Linked DNA regions of Mus musculus: region 1 is linked to region 2. The links are chromatin contacts, called in public Hi-C maps. All regions are on one chromosome and are shown on one strand. Each heading gives the region's core, a stretch centred on a gene start, on an enhancer-like site or on the middle of the called end of the contact. The rest is flanking DNA. Distances are from core to core; before and after follow the strand shown.

Region 1 (5,992 bases), core at 2,022-4,521, 170 kb after region 2:
TCTTTCCACTCCCTGGTCGCCGGGTTGATAATGCCAAACAGCTCATCACAGGTGACAGCCTTCGGGTCCAGGTCCACCGCCACGGGCTTCCTCTTCAGGTTCTGGTAGGTCTTGTTGAGGGATTTGAGGACCTGCGGGTGAGGAGCATCCACTGGCTCAATGTCCTGTATGGGGACGGTCTGCACGGGGCAGCCCTCTGTGCAGCTCTGGACGGTTTTCACTCAGAGAGACTGATTTTAAGGACACCTGAGGATATTTTGTGTGTGTGTGTGTGTGTACATGTGTGCACAAATTTCTTTTTAAGACGCCATGCACAGTTTCCCTTGTGACTTGCCATTTTCTTAGACACTGTCCTGCAGCCCAGCTGACTTAGAACTTTCTATGTAGGTCAGGCTGGCCTTGAACTCACAGATCACAGAGATCCACCTGCTTCTGCCTCCTGAGCGCCAGAATTAAGGTGTGCACCACCACACCCAGTTTCTCTATCCCCTAGTTCTTGTGTTTTAGGGAATGGGTTTCATAAGAGGGTAAGGATCCTGCCTGAGGGCGTTCAGACAGACACTTGGCTGGCTTCCTATTGCTAGCACTGGTGATGTTGGCTGCTACCCCCAGGTGTTCACCATGGCTCCAGGCCTTGCTGGGGAACAGGAGTGTGTGAGTGGCAGGCCTCCGGGAGGCAGGTGATGTGTGCGTGCGTGCGTGCGTGTGTGTGTGTGTGTGTGTGTGTGTGTGTGTTACCGACTAGTGCTGGTGACGTGCCTGCGATTTGCCGCTGCCCGCGTTCCCAATGACGAAGACCGAGTGTCGGACTTGAAGCAGCTCTTCCAGCTGGACGACTTTCAGCACAAAGCTGTCTTCTGCCTGAAGCTTGAGCTCCACGATGCTCTGTTTGATGATCTGGGAGACACAGTAGTGGCAGGGTTAAGAGGGCACGGGAAGGCAACCTTTTCTGTGGCTGAGCTGCCAAGCTGTGCCCCTAATCTCACCCAGAACTCACACGGCCCTGGAACCCCGACTCCAGATCTCTGTGGCCATCAGTTCTGAAGCCTGGGGCTGGCTGGGGAGCAGGAAGCAACTTTCTTCCCCCCTGCCCCCGATTCTTGCAGCACTCAAGGGCAAGTTTCTCAGGATGGATACGGAGGTGTACGTCGGGGAGGGGAGAGAATTACCTTCTCAAAATTCAGGTCTCGCTTCCGGGGCACGTCCAGAGCTGGGAAGAGGTCGCCGATCAGCCCCATGAACACGGGCAGGTCATCAGTCACGATCTTGGGGATGTTGAAGTCTCTCAGGGCCCTCATGAGCACCTGGTCCTCTGCCCGGGTGGGGTCTCCCCTCTTCAAGGAGCCGGCTACCACCAGCACAGACTTGATGGCCCGAAGGCCCCAGTCATAATGGTCCTGCGGGGAGTGGGAACTCGGATGTGAACTTGTCGTCTGACTGTGGTCATCTGGCACTGTCAGGCTCAGAGTTCATCTCGGGGCTAGGGAGGGGCAGAGACATAAGTATGGATCACCACCCCCCGCCCCCCCCCCGCCCCCAGCCGAGGTTGGACCAAGAGCCCTAGGGGCTGGGAGAACACACCACACCTGCTTAGAGAGCAGCTCTTTGCACAGGGTGTAGAGGGTGATGAACTTCCGGGCCAGGAGGCGAGCATCCAGGAAGCCCTCGGCCACAAGCATGATCTCACAAATCAACTCGAAGTCAGGGACCACCATGGCACAGGGCCTGAGAGGTGACCGAGCAGCTGTCTCTCCCGCTTTCACCTCCCTGGCTCCTCATCAGCCAGCCGCCCCTCTTCCCCTGGGCCACGTGTCCCTGCCAGTCAACCTTCAGGGTACATGAAGCCGGGTTCCAGCCTCCCCCATCCATCCACACACCCAGCTCAGGAAGCTCCAGGCCCCACGCCTGCTCCGACTCCTCTGAGACTCCTTAAGCAGAATAGCCAGTGTCTCGGCTGTGGACCGCGCCCCCCTCCCCCACTTGGGGAGCCCCAGGACCTGCCTGCTGTCCTGTTACCCCTACTCCATCTTGGGAGCTGCTAGCCTTGGGGTCTTCCACCTCCTCCACTAACTCCTCAGCCTGGGACACTGCCGGATCCCTCCTCTGTCACCTGAATAGGGCCTTCAAGTTCTCCGGCAGCTCCGTGCGCCCTGCGTAGCCAGGATTCATGGTGATAAAGATGCCCACGGTGGGGACAAGGCTTATTATCTCTCCCAGGAAGTTAAACTTCTTTTTCTTGGCCCGAATTGCATCTTGGACACACTTTACCTAGACAGTTGGTACACACACACACATTAAAATGTAACCATTTGTGTGTGCAAATGTGTGCACATATGTGTGGGTATGAACATATGCGAAATCCAGACAGCAACAGTGTCTTCCTCTATTGCTCTACACTTTTTTGAGACAGGGTCTCTCGTTGAATTCGGAACTCACCAACTGACTGGCTGGTCAGAGCGCCCCAGGGATCCTTCTGTCTCCCCCTCCACGGTGCTGGAATTACACATCTGGCATCTGGCTTTGTGTTTTGAAACAGGCCCTCACTATGTAGTCCTGGCTGGTCTTGAGTTCACAGAGACTCATCTGCCCCTGCCTTCTGAGTTCTGGGATTAAAGACCTGGCAGCATCTGGCTCCCCCCCCCTTAAGGAAAAGATTTATGTGTGTGCTTGTGTCTGTATGCCCGTGTGTTTGGCTGCCTGATGAGGCCACAGAGGCTGCGGAATCCCCTGGAGCTGGGAGCCACCTGGCATGGGTGTCAGGAAGCAAACTCAGGTCCTCAGAAAGAAACTGGTGCCCTTAACCCCAAAGCCATCTCTCCAGTGCCCACATCTGGCTTTTTATTTGGGTTTTAGGAGCTGAGCTCAGGCCGGTGGGTTTGTGTGGTAAGCATTTTATTGGCTGGGTTGTCGGCCCACCCCCAAGCCCCCGCGCCAGTTACAGAGTGTGGTGGCTGTGAATTAGCAGTGGCCTTCACTCTGTCATTGCCCTTGACTTCTGCCCTCCACCGCTGTGATCTTGTTGTTCGTGGTGTTATACAGCCGACCTCAGCTGGGCTTTTGTCTCAGGAGTGTCCTCTGGCCGTGACCCTGGCTAAATTCTGTCAACTCTCTGACAAGAACCCATAAGAGTCCTATTAGTAGCCACTCTGCATCCAAGAGTCTCTGGGGCCATCTCCTGCTTACCAGGACGGAGAAATCTGGTCTCTGCTTGGGATTTTAGAGGAACCAAAGGAAGGTAGCGGCAAACTGTAAGATCACCACTGGGGGGCGCTCCAGGCTCGTGACTGAAATCTCTCAGCCATGGGATTTTTTTTTTCCCCCTAGCCCAAATCTTGCTCGCCTGGACTTGGTAGGTGACTCTGGGTGATGCTGGGTTTTCCGCCCAGTCTCTAGCCCACAGGGCTCACACCTGGGCAGGACTAGAGGGCAAGAATTTGGGAGCATCTCCTGCTGCTAGGACCTTCCTAGCATTTTGGTCCCTGTTCTTTTGTGTCCACAAATATTCAGATCATCAAACAGGTGCCGTGGAACATCCTAGGGTTCGTCCCATGACTTGGGAGTGAATACTGAGTCAGAGAGTCAGAGGTGTGTGACTGACCCTGGGAGGATAGGGTGGAGGCGTGGCTATCACCTTGGCAAACTCAGTTGGCCCTTCTCAGATTGGGGAGTGGGAGGGGGGCTGATGAGAGCTCTAGAGGTGAGGTTTCCCCAGCCTGTGGGTCCTCTCACCCCTGTATCTCCTCACCACCTGGGTGTTCAGGAGCCCTGCCCTCACCCCCACCCCTACTGGTTTTTCCTACTGAAATTCTAGCAAGAGTAGCAGCTGTTTCTGCTACAATGTTGCTTCCGCTACAATGTACTGACTTAGCTCTGGGTGAACAGGTCGGTAAGGGACAGCAGATTGAGAACTGGTCACCTCAACCTTTCTTAGACTCTCTTTGGTGGTCACTTCTATGCTAGGAACATCACTGCGCACTAGTGCTTAGGTGTGTGTACCCAGCACCCTTCCTGTGTAGCCTTGGAACTCTTGCTAACACTCCCCTGACCCGTACCATCTTCCTTTCCCCATTATCCATCATTCCTTTTTTTTACTGTCTGGGTTTGGGGCAAGCGGCTAGGCCTGGTTCGTGAGGACCTCCAAAGTCGGGCCTTGGCCTAGGGCTCTGCAGGTGGGGTCTCAAGCTGATCTGAGATTGGAGGCCAGCCTTGGAGGACCTCAGAGCCCGTTGTCTATCCAGTCTGTCGGGCACCAGGACTGCTGGGGCTCCTGTTTGAAACACAGAGCCCTGCGGGTGAGTTTAAAAGCTTGGGGTGTTGACATGGCCCCCACCCTGTACCCCCTTTGCCTTGGATTCCCCATTGCTGTTCTGTGCCGGGTTAGGGAATTCCCTGGACACACAACCACTCCTTCCCCATCCGCTCTGGCTGGTTAGTTTATACTGAGATACTGCCGTGTTCTTCAAAGCCCAGAGTGCTTCATTCTCTTCTGTCAAGTTCACCTGACTGGCCTGAGGCCACCTCTGCACAGAGCTCCAGCTTGGGGAAGGGTTTCTCCCTACATGGATTATCTAGTGAACGCCAACCGATGCATGGAGATATTGTAACTTAGTTCTTGAAGCCCACAGCTGAGTTCCAGCCGGTTGCAGGCAGCCAACTGTTCAAACCATGTTCAGATAAGGCAGAGCAGCTGTGATCAATCCAGCTGTCTGTATTCTGCACTTCCTTTCCTTGAGACTATAAATACAGCCTGCTGGGGGGTGGGTGGGGGTGGGTGTGGGTGTGGGGGTGTGGGGGTGTGGGTGTGTGGGTGTGGGTGTGGGTGTGTGTGTGTGTGGGTGGCAGGCAGAGGGAGGGTCGTTGGACATTCTGTACCATTTTGGTCTAGTTTGCTGCCAAACAGTACAATCTCAAAGCCAACTAAGGGTTATCAAATATTCTCTCTCTCCCCTTCTCTGTCTTACAAAACAAAGTCTTAATCTATAGTCCTGACTAACCTAGAGGTTGTTCTATAGACCAGGCTGGCCTTGAACTTGTGGCAATCCTCCTGGGTTCATATCACAAAGTGGCAGGAGTTATAGGCATGAGCTACCACACCCAAAGTAGCTCTCTACGTTAGCATCCCCAGGCCGAATCAGTTATACCTCCCTGTATGGGACCCTTACTGTCCCCTCTGTGTGTAAGGGCCCCTGGGAGCCAGGGCAGGGCATCTGAGGCCTCACTGTGTCACCTCCCTGCCCAGTGCTTGGCTGTTGGGGTGGTCAGACAGGAGGGTCTCTGGTGACTGAGATGCCAGGAAAACTGGGCACAACTCCGGGTCCCCCACTGACCCAGAGACTAAGCAGAAGGGCCCTACCTGTACAGCAATCACAGACAAGACCTCCACCGAGATCCGGTTAAACTCATCAAAGCAACCCCAGGCTCCCGTCTGTGCCAGGCCCTTGTAGATGTTTCCACAGGACTACAAAGGGAAAGTCAGATCAGAGAGAGGGAGTGGCCCCCAGAGGCCTGCAGGAAGCAGGTGTCTGGAGACAGCGCCCTTGTACACCTGACCCGCAGGGTCCCAGCGTTTTTTCTAAGCGAACATCAAGTTAAGAAATCCCCCAATCCCTACCCCTGTCTTCTCATTTTATGCACATGGAGGAAGGGATCCTCTGAGGTGGGCTGGGGCTCCAGGAAGATCTTTTCGTGTGACTATGCCATTTTGTCCCCTGCAGGGTCAGCAACACACCCATGGAGTTCACACAGAAGTCCTTCTAGGATCAATAGACTTCACTTTTCTAGGGCCCCTGAGGGGGACACGCTGGTATGACCTTCAGTCAGCAGGGGTCTTGGCCACTGTCCTCAGTCTCAGGATGGGACCACTAGGCTGTGGGGCTCGTCCAACGGGAGGGCGCCCCAACTCCTCCCTTTTATGCTGGGACTGTTACTGTCAGAGTCCCTCCCCTCCTGTTTAGTCCTCTGAGAAGACATGACCCTGCAGCTGATGGACCTG
Region 2 (6,428 bases), core at 937-3,436:
CTGGACATGATAGTGTACACCTGTAATCCCAGCACATGCGAAGTCCAGGCAGGAGGAGTACAAGGCCAGCCTGGGCTACATGAGACCCTGTCTGAAAACACCAGCAACAAACAGCTGCAGTGTTCAAAAGGTTGGTGCAGTTGATTCATGAGTTTGAGGCCAGCCTGGGCTACATAGTGAGAGCTAATCTCAAAACAAACAAAAAGAGAGCTGGGATATGACAGTGACAGAGCGGTCACCTAGCATGTACGGGACACGGCTTCCGTCTCCAGAGTGGCCCTTTCCTCCCCAGTCCCTTCTGGTCAGTGTTCATCCCAGTGAGAAAAGCACAAAATAGGTAGGACCTGGGCTCAGCTCACGAGGATCCCATGGACTGGACGGGTCATTCAGACACCAGTGGTCAGGGAGTGTGGGGGCTACATGGGTGCACAGCTGCTGTGGCAGGGGCGGGGGTGACAGTGAGTGCCATCCAGACTTTGCTCAGAGCTGGCGAGGACAGGTGTGTCCTTTCCTGAATACATGGGGTTGGTGGAGGTCACCAGGGTCCGTGCCTGTTCCTTGCTTGCACTGTTGATCCTGGGGCTCCTCCTTCCCAATGCTGTATCCCTCTCAGAATCCCAGGTGTGTGTCATATAAACAGGGGTATCCTTGGCCCTCATAACTCAAGGTCCAGGCCCTGGGGCCCGGCTTGTATGCTCCTAGGTGGCAATGGATGTCACAGGAGCTGAGGAGGCTTTTGTGTATCAGCCTCACTCGCTGTCTGTATGAATGCAGGTGCCTAGGCTCCCCTCCAGACCAGCCCAAGCAGCGGGCTGCAAAGGGCCCTAGGAGTCTGTCCTTAAGAAGGGTTTGGCGTGGTGGCACATGAATTTAATCCCAACAGTCCGGAGGCAGGTACATCTCTGAGTTCAAGGCCAGCCTGGTTTGCAGAGTGAGTTCCAGGACAGCCAGGGCTGCACAGGGAAAACATGTCCTAAAAGGTTTTGGAGGCTGGGAGTTCAGCGGGCAGAATGCTTGCCTAGTGTGCATGGAGCCCTGGGTTCCACCCCTAGGATCACATAAATGTGGCAGCGGTGGCTTAAGCCTGAAATCCTGCCACCCAGGAAGTGGAAGTCGGGGGTGGGGTGGGGTCAGAAGTTCAAGGTCATTCTCAGCTATATAGGGGGTACAGGGGGACACAGGTGGCACAGGGAGACATAGGGGTGAGTGCAAGCAACAAAGGAAGAGGAAAGCAGGCCTGGGGTCAGGAGTGGTACACTGCCTGGAATCCCAGCACCAGGAGGTCGATGCCACAGTATTGCTATGAGTTTGAGGCTAGCCTGGTCTACATAGACTGTTCCAGGCTAACCTGTTCTACAGAGTGAATTCCGTGTCAGCCAAGTGGCTGGGGAGAGCAGAGAATGGAGGGCATACCTATTCTTTAAGCCCTTGAGGACTGCATGGAGTTCAAGGCTAAGCTGAGCTCTGTAGTGAGTTCTAGGCCAGGCAGGGTCACACAACAAGACATTGTCTCAAAACCCCAAAGAGGAAAAGTGTTTCAGAGTTCTCTAGAGTGGTCACTCACCTCCCACCCCCGCAGCCGACACGCCCACCCAAAGTACCTACCCATGCACCCCTTCCTCCACCCTCTTCTCTCTGTCTGTACTTCAAGGCTGTAGGCTGGTGGCGCACGCCTTTAATCCCAGCACTGGGGAGGCAGAGGCAGGCGGATTTCTGAGTTCGAGGCCAACCTGGTCTACAAGTGAATTCCTGGACAGCCAGGGCTATACAGAGAAACCCTGTGTGGGGGGGGGGGGAAGCTGTAGGTTTCCATGCCCCCCCTTTCTGCCATCTGTAAGAGCCTCGAACTGTGGGTGGTCTGTGCTGCAGGCCTGGAACCGCCCCCCGCCCCCATCCTCTCTCCCCCTCCCCCGCAGACAGCCGCGAACTGGCAGCTTCTCTTCTTGGAGCCTCTACTCTTGCTGCTGCATTGATCCAGGTCTGCTGCTCAAAGGATTGAAAAGACAAAGGCGAGTCTACAGGCGTCTCCACACACGGGCCAGAAGCTGAGAGCCTTAAGACCCTGCCACACCGCCCAGGGGAGAAAGAGCTGGATTCCAGCTGCTTCCCACTTCCTCCCCAGGGTGAGCTAGGGCCCAGGGGAGCAGCTTCGCACCGCTAGAGGGAGCCCTTTGCAGCGCAGTGGCCCTCAGCAAAGGCCGGAGCTGTAGGCTGTGTTTCCTTCCACTTGGAAGCGTGGATGTGGAAGGAAGATGGCCCCAGATCTATACTCACTGCTGGGTGGTTTGGCTTTCTTTAGGTGGAGGTAAGTCAGTGCAGGAGGTAACCCCAGGAGAGCAAACGGAGGCCCACAGTGAGACCATGGAGGGGGTTGGGGAGCACCACCCAGGCCATTTATGTGGCTGGGCTACTCTACGTGTTGCGTATGAGTCATGAGAAATAACTCAGTAGTAAATAGAGATAATAATATACAGATAAAGAAATGGGGCCCCAGAGAATGACTAGACAGAACCAGACTTCAAACTTGGGTAACAGGGAGTTGGGTCTTGGGTACCACAGTGTCAAGAAACCCTGCCTCTTAGGAAGGGGCAGTTCCTCAGACTGTCAGGTCTAATGGGCCGGCCCTTCAGGGAGGACCTGGCAGGTCTGCCTTTAGAGTCCAACTCCGCCACCTGCCATGTGAGTGCCAGGTGGCCACAGGGCCTTTGTGTGTATTGTGTATTTACACATGGTGGCCACAGGGCCTTTGTGTGTATTATGAGTTTACACATAGTGGCCACTGGGCCTTTGTGTGTATTATGAGTTTACACATGGTGGCCTCAGAGCTTTTGTGCATGTGTATTGTGAGTTTACACATGGCTATACAGTACTTTCTTTGTGCTTTTTCTTTACTTCAGGATGGGTTTCTGGTACTGGTGACCCAAGAATGCATGAGCCCATGAACACAGACACGCCTCATGTCCCGTTTAATGTTCTATCAAATTCTTACTTTTTTTTTTTTAAGGGTCCCACTGTTTGCACAGTCCACTCAGCCACACACACACACAGCAGTCCCGTGTGCTTCTGTCTTTTTTGTTTGTTTGTTTTTCAAGACAGGGTTTCTCTGTGTAGCCCTGGCTGTCCTGGAACTCACTCTGTAGCCCAGCATGCCTCGAACTCAGAAATCCGCCTGCCTCTGCCTCCCAAGTGCTGGGATTAAAGGCGTGTGCCACCATGTCCAGCCTGTCTTTTTCTCAGGCCCTGTAGCATCAGGCACAACTGGCTGCCTTCAGGGAGGAAGAAGCACAGACTTGGAGGCCGAGGGGACTGGCATTGCCCCTAGCATCCCGCCTTAGCCCTAAGCTGCCCCTCAGCAGGGGCACACATGGTGGTCCTCGTTCAGCCCCTGGGCTGGCCGCTCCCCTTACTCCATTCACAGTCACAAGAGTGGGGTTCTCCTCTCAGCATGCTCTTCAGGCCAGTCAGCCCAGGGTCTGCTGAGCACAGGGCCTCTCAACTAGAAGGACTCCCTGCAACCGGGGCTTGAGGCCTCCTAGCTGGGCTTTGGCTCGAACATGGGCAGAAGGCTACAGGCCTCTGAGCAGAAGTGACCTCCATCCCCGCCCCATCACCAGCTCACCCTGGCAGTAGCTGATGCCACCATCAAAGGGATAGCTCGGGTGGCATCTTTTATCCTGGGCCCCTACCCAGGGTGAACGGCCTCTGGGGCAGAGAGTGTTCTGGGAACAGGCAGTGTCCCAGCCAGCAGGGAAACTGAAGCCAGAGCCTAGCTGTGGCCCCTCGAGGTCCACTTGGGTCCACTGAAGCGTCCCTCAGACGAGGGCGTCGAAGCCAGTGATGGGCGGCTGCAGAAGGTACATGGGCGTGAGCCTCCTGCCTGCAGGCTGGCCAGGCTGGGCCCCCTTATCTAACGCAGTCTGGAGACAGCACGCCCAGGACTGTGGTTTGTCCAGATGAACTTCAAAGGGTCATGACTGCAGCGGCTGCCAGCTCGGCTTCCCTTGCTCAGACTCCTCCCTAATCCTCACGTGCTCCTCCACCACACTTAAGGGATACCTCACCTGGAACTTACCCACTTCCTGATGAGGCTTCTTCCTCCCAACATGAGCCTGGCCTGACACCATCAGAGGAACCTTTGTCCTGTGACTACGAATGTCTACTCTTTTTTTTTTTTTTTTTTTTTTTTTTTAAGATTGACTCAACAACAATAACAAAAGCCAAGGCTTAGTGCCTGTTCTCCAGTAGCCAGCAAACTCTGAGCTCTGAGCAGGGCAGACCAGGATGAGTTCCAGGACAGGCAGGGCTACACAGACAAGCCCTGTCTCAAAAGATCCAAAACAAACAAACAAACAAACAAACAAACAAACCCCCTAAGATTTATTTTTATGTGTGTGCTCACAGAAACCAGAAGAAGGTATCTGATGCCCTGGAGCTGGAGTTACAGGCAGGTGGGAGAGAGCTGCCTGATGGGGGAGCTGGTCACTGACCCAGGTGCTCTGCAGGAGCAGCAAGTGCTCTTTTTTTTTTTAAAGATTTGTTTATTATTATATCTAAGTACAATGTAGCAGTCTTCAGATGCAGCAGAAGAGGGCTTCAGATCTCATTATGGGTGGTTCTGAGCCACCATGTGGTTGCTGGGATTTGAACTCAGGACCTTTGGAAGAGCAGTTAGTGCTCTTAACTGATGAGCCATCTCTCCAGCCCAGCTTATGCCTTCATTTTTTAAATTACTTTATGTGTGTGGATGTTTTGCCTGGAAGCATGCATATGCATCACTTGCATGCAGTACCTGTACATGTCAGAAGAGGGCGCCAGATCCCCTGGGACTGAAGATAGAGATGGTTGTGAGCCACACTATGTGGGTGCTAAGAATTGAACCTAAGTCCTCTGGAGGCATAGCCAGCACTTCTAGCCACCAAGCCACCTCTCCAACCTTATTGCTCAACATAAGCCCTACAGATAGGGGCAATGTGGAAAGTAGAGCCTTCTCCCCTAACCTCCAGCCTCCAAGCTTCTATACCCACACAGGGCACCATGTGACTATTCTACCTTCCAGAGAGTTCTCCTGTGGCGAGGTACCCGAATATACTGTATTCGTTATTCTCTACCACTCCGACCAAAGACCCATTAGAAGCATCTTACAGGAAGAGGGGTCTGCTGGCTCACAGTTTGAGAGTTCAGTCAATCCTGTCAGGGACGGCAAGGTGGCTAAGATAGATCTTGTCTATGATCTTTGGGGAAGGGAGAGAAAGAAAACATTCTCACGTCACAACAGGATGGGAATAATCCAGTGTTGAGAGCCTGTTTCCTGTGGCCCACCCAGGCCTCTCTGACAAGGTGACCTTGGGGCAGAGCCTAAGAGAGCCATGCAGTAACCTGGTTCTTAATCGGCTTGCGCAAAATAGGATCATATGGGGAAAGGCGCCCTCAGCTGAGGGGCTGCCTACATCAGGCTGAGCATCTTCCTGAGGGCAACGCCACCCCTGGACAGGTGGGCCTGGGAGCTGTAATTCCTTACATAAGCAAGATGAACAAGTCATGGAGAGCAAGCCAATACACAGCACTCCTCCATGGCCTCTGCTTCTGTTCCTGCCTCTAGGTTCCTGTCTAGAGTTTCTGCCCTGGCTTCCCTTGGTGAAGGACTTCGAGACCAGAAAGATAAATAAATAAATAAATAAATAAACCCTCCCCCCACCAGTTGCTTTTGGTTAGAACGCCTATAACTACATCAATAGCAAGCAAACCAGGGCTCAGGGGTGGGGGGCAGTCAGGATTGGGGACACAGGGTTGGCTGCGAGCAGGGAGGGCTGGCAAGATGGTACTAAGCTGTTGATGCCATAGGGAGGGGAGCCAGCCTCTCTGAGTCTACCAAGGGCAGGAGAGATTAAGGCAGGCTCAGAACCCTGCTAGCAAGAGACTCCCGGCTATAGCCCATGGGTGGGCGGGGGGGGGCGGCATGGGGTTGTGTGATGGAGCCTTAGAAGCTGTCTGTACAGCAGTGTTTGACTGGGGCTATGAGTAACCTGCCTGCTCTGGTTTTGTTCCTGGGCTTCAAGGATGGTTACGTTTTGCCTCGGACCCTGGGACGTGGAGCCTCTCCCTGGGCTGGAATGAGCTGGGTGCTCAGGAAACCCCTTCCCTGCTCCTTATAGAATTCTGCGACAAAACTATCCTGGGACACTGTCACTGCTGTACCAGGGCTGATTGCTAGGAACCTGACTTTCCTCAGGACACGGCCCACTCTGGCACTCTGGCTTGGCTGTGCCTCTAGGACTTTTGTAGACTTCCCATAAGGCACTTCAAAGCAGTGCTCCAGGAAAGTGGACCTGTCCCACCTGTGTGCCCGGCAGGTGTGCTGCTGGGCTTTCCCACCTGTGTGTCCAGTGAGTGTGTGCTTCTGGGGCTGTCCAACCTGTGTGCCCAGTGAG

Evidence for each region. A called contact is a pair of places that touch in the nucleus more often than the background predicts.
Region 1: a contact with region 2 is called in a Hi-C map of bone marrow-derived macrophages, with 36 read pairs. The contact joins two enhancer-like sites. A contact is called at or near these places in 3 of 15 datasets of contacts at CTCF or cohesin (embryonic stem cells and large pre-B cells), 34 of 484 Hi-C or Micro-C datasets (the AML12 cell line, the AtT-20 cell line, B cells and 19 more), 4 of 115 datasets of contacts at active chromatin or transcription factors (embryonic stem cells and pancreatic cancer cells) and 3 of 9 other capture datasets (adipose tissue, liver and pancreatic islet).

The regions. Positions count from the first base shown.
Region 1 is chr11:118,080,715-118,086,706 of GRCm38.p6, forward strand. Dnah17 (dynein, axonemal, heavy chain 17) reads right to left here. Exons shown (of 81, transcript NM_001167746.1): 37 at 5,354-5,458; 38 at 2,111-2,268; 39 at 1,587-1,725; 40 at 1,170-1,397; 41 at 760-897; 42 at 1-131. Among named protein-coding and RNA genes, the nearest start is that of Dnah17, 46 kb to the right of the region's middle. Within about 2 kb of position 3,272, at least 5 of the 459 cell types and tissues checked have an H3K27ac peak or open chromatin away from gene starts, as enhancers often do. A contact at or near this core is called in bone marrow-derived macrophages, where this site is marked.
Region 2 is chr11:117,910,730-117,917,157 of GRCm38.p6, forward strand. No RefSeq gene overlaps it. Among named protein-coding and RNA genes, the nearest start is that of Tha1, 40 kb to the left of the region's middle. Within about 2 kb of position 2,187, at least 63 of the 459 cell types and tissues checked have an H3K27ac peak or open chromatin away from gene starts, as enhancers often do. A contact at or near this core is called in bone marrow-derived macrophages, where this site is marked.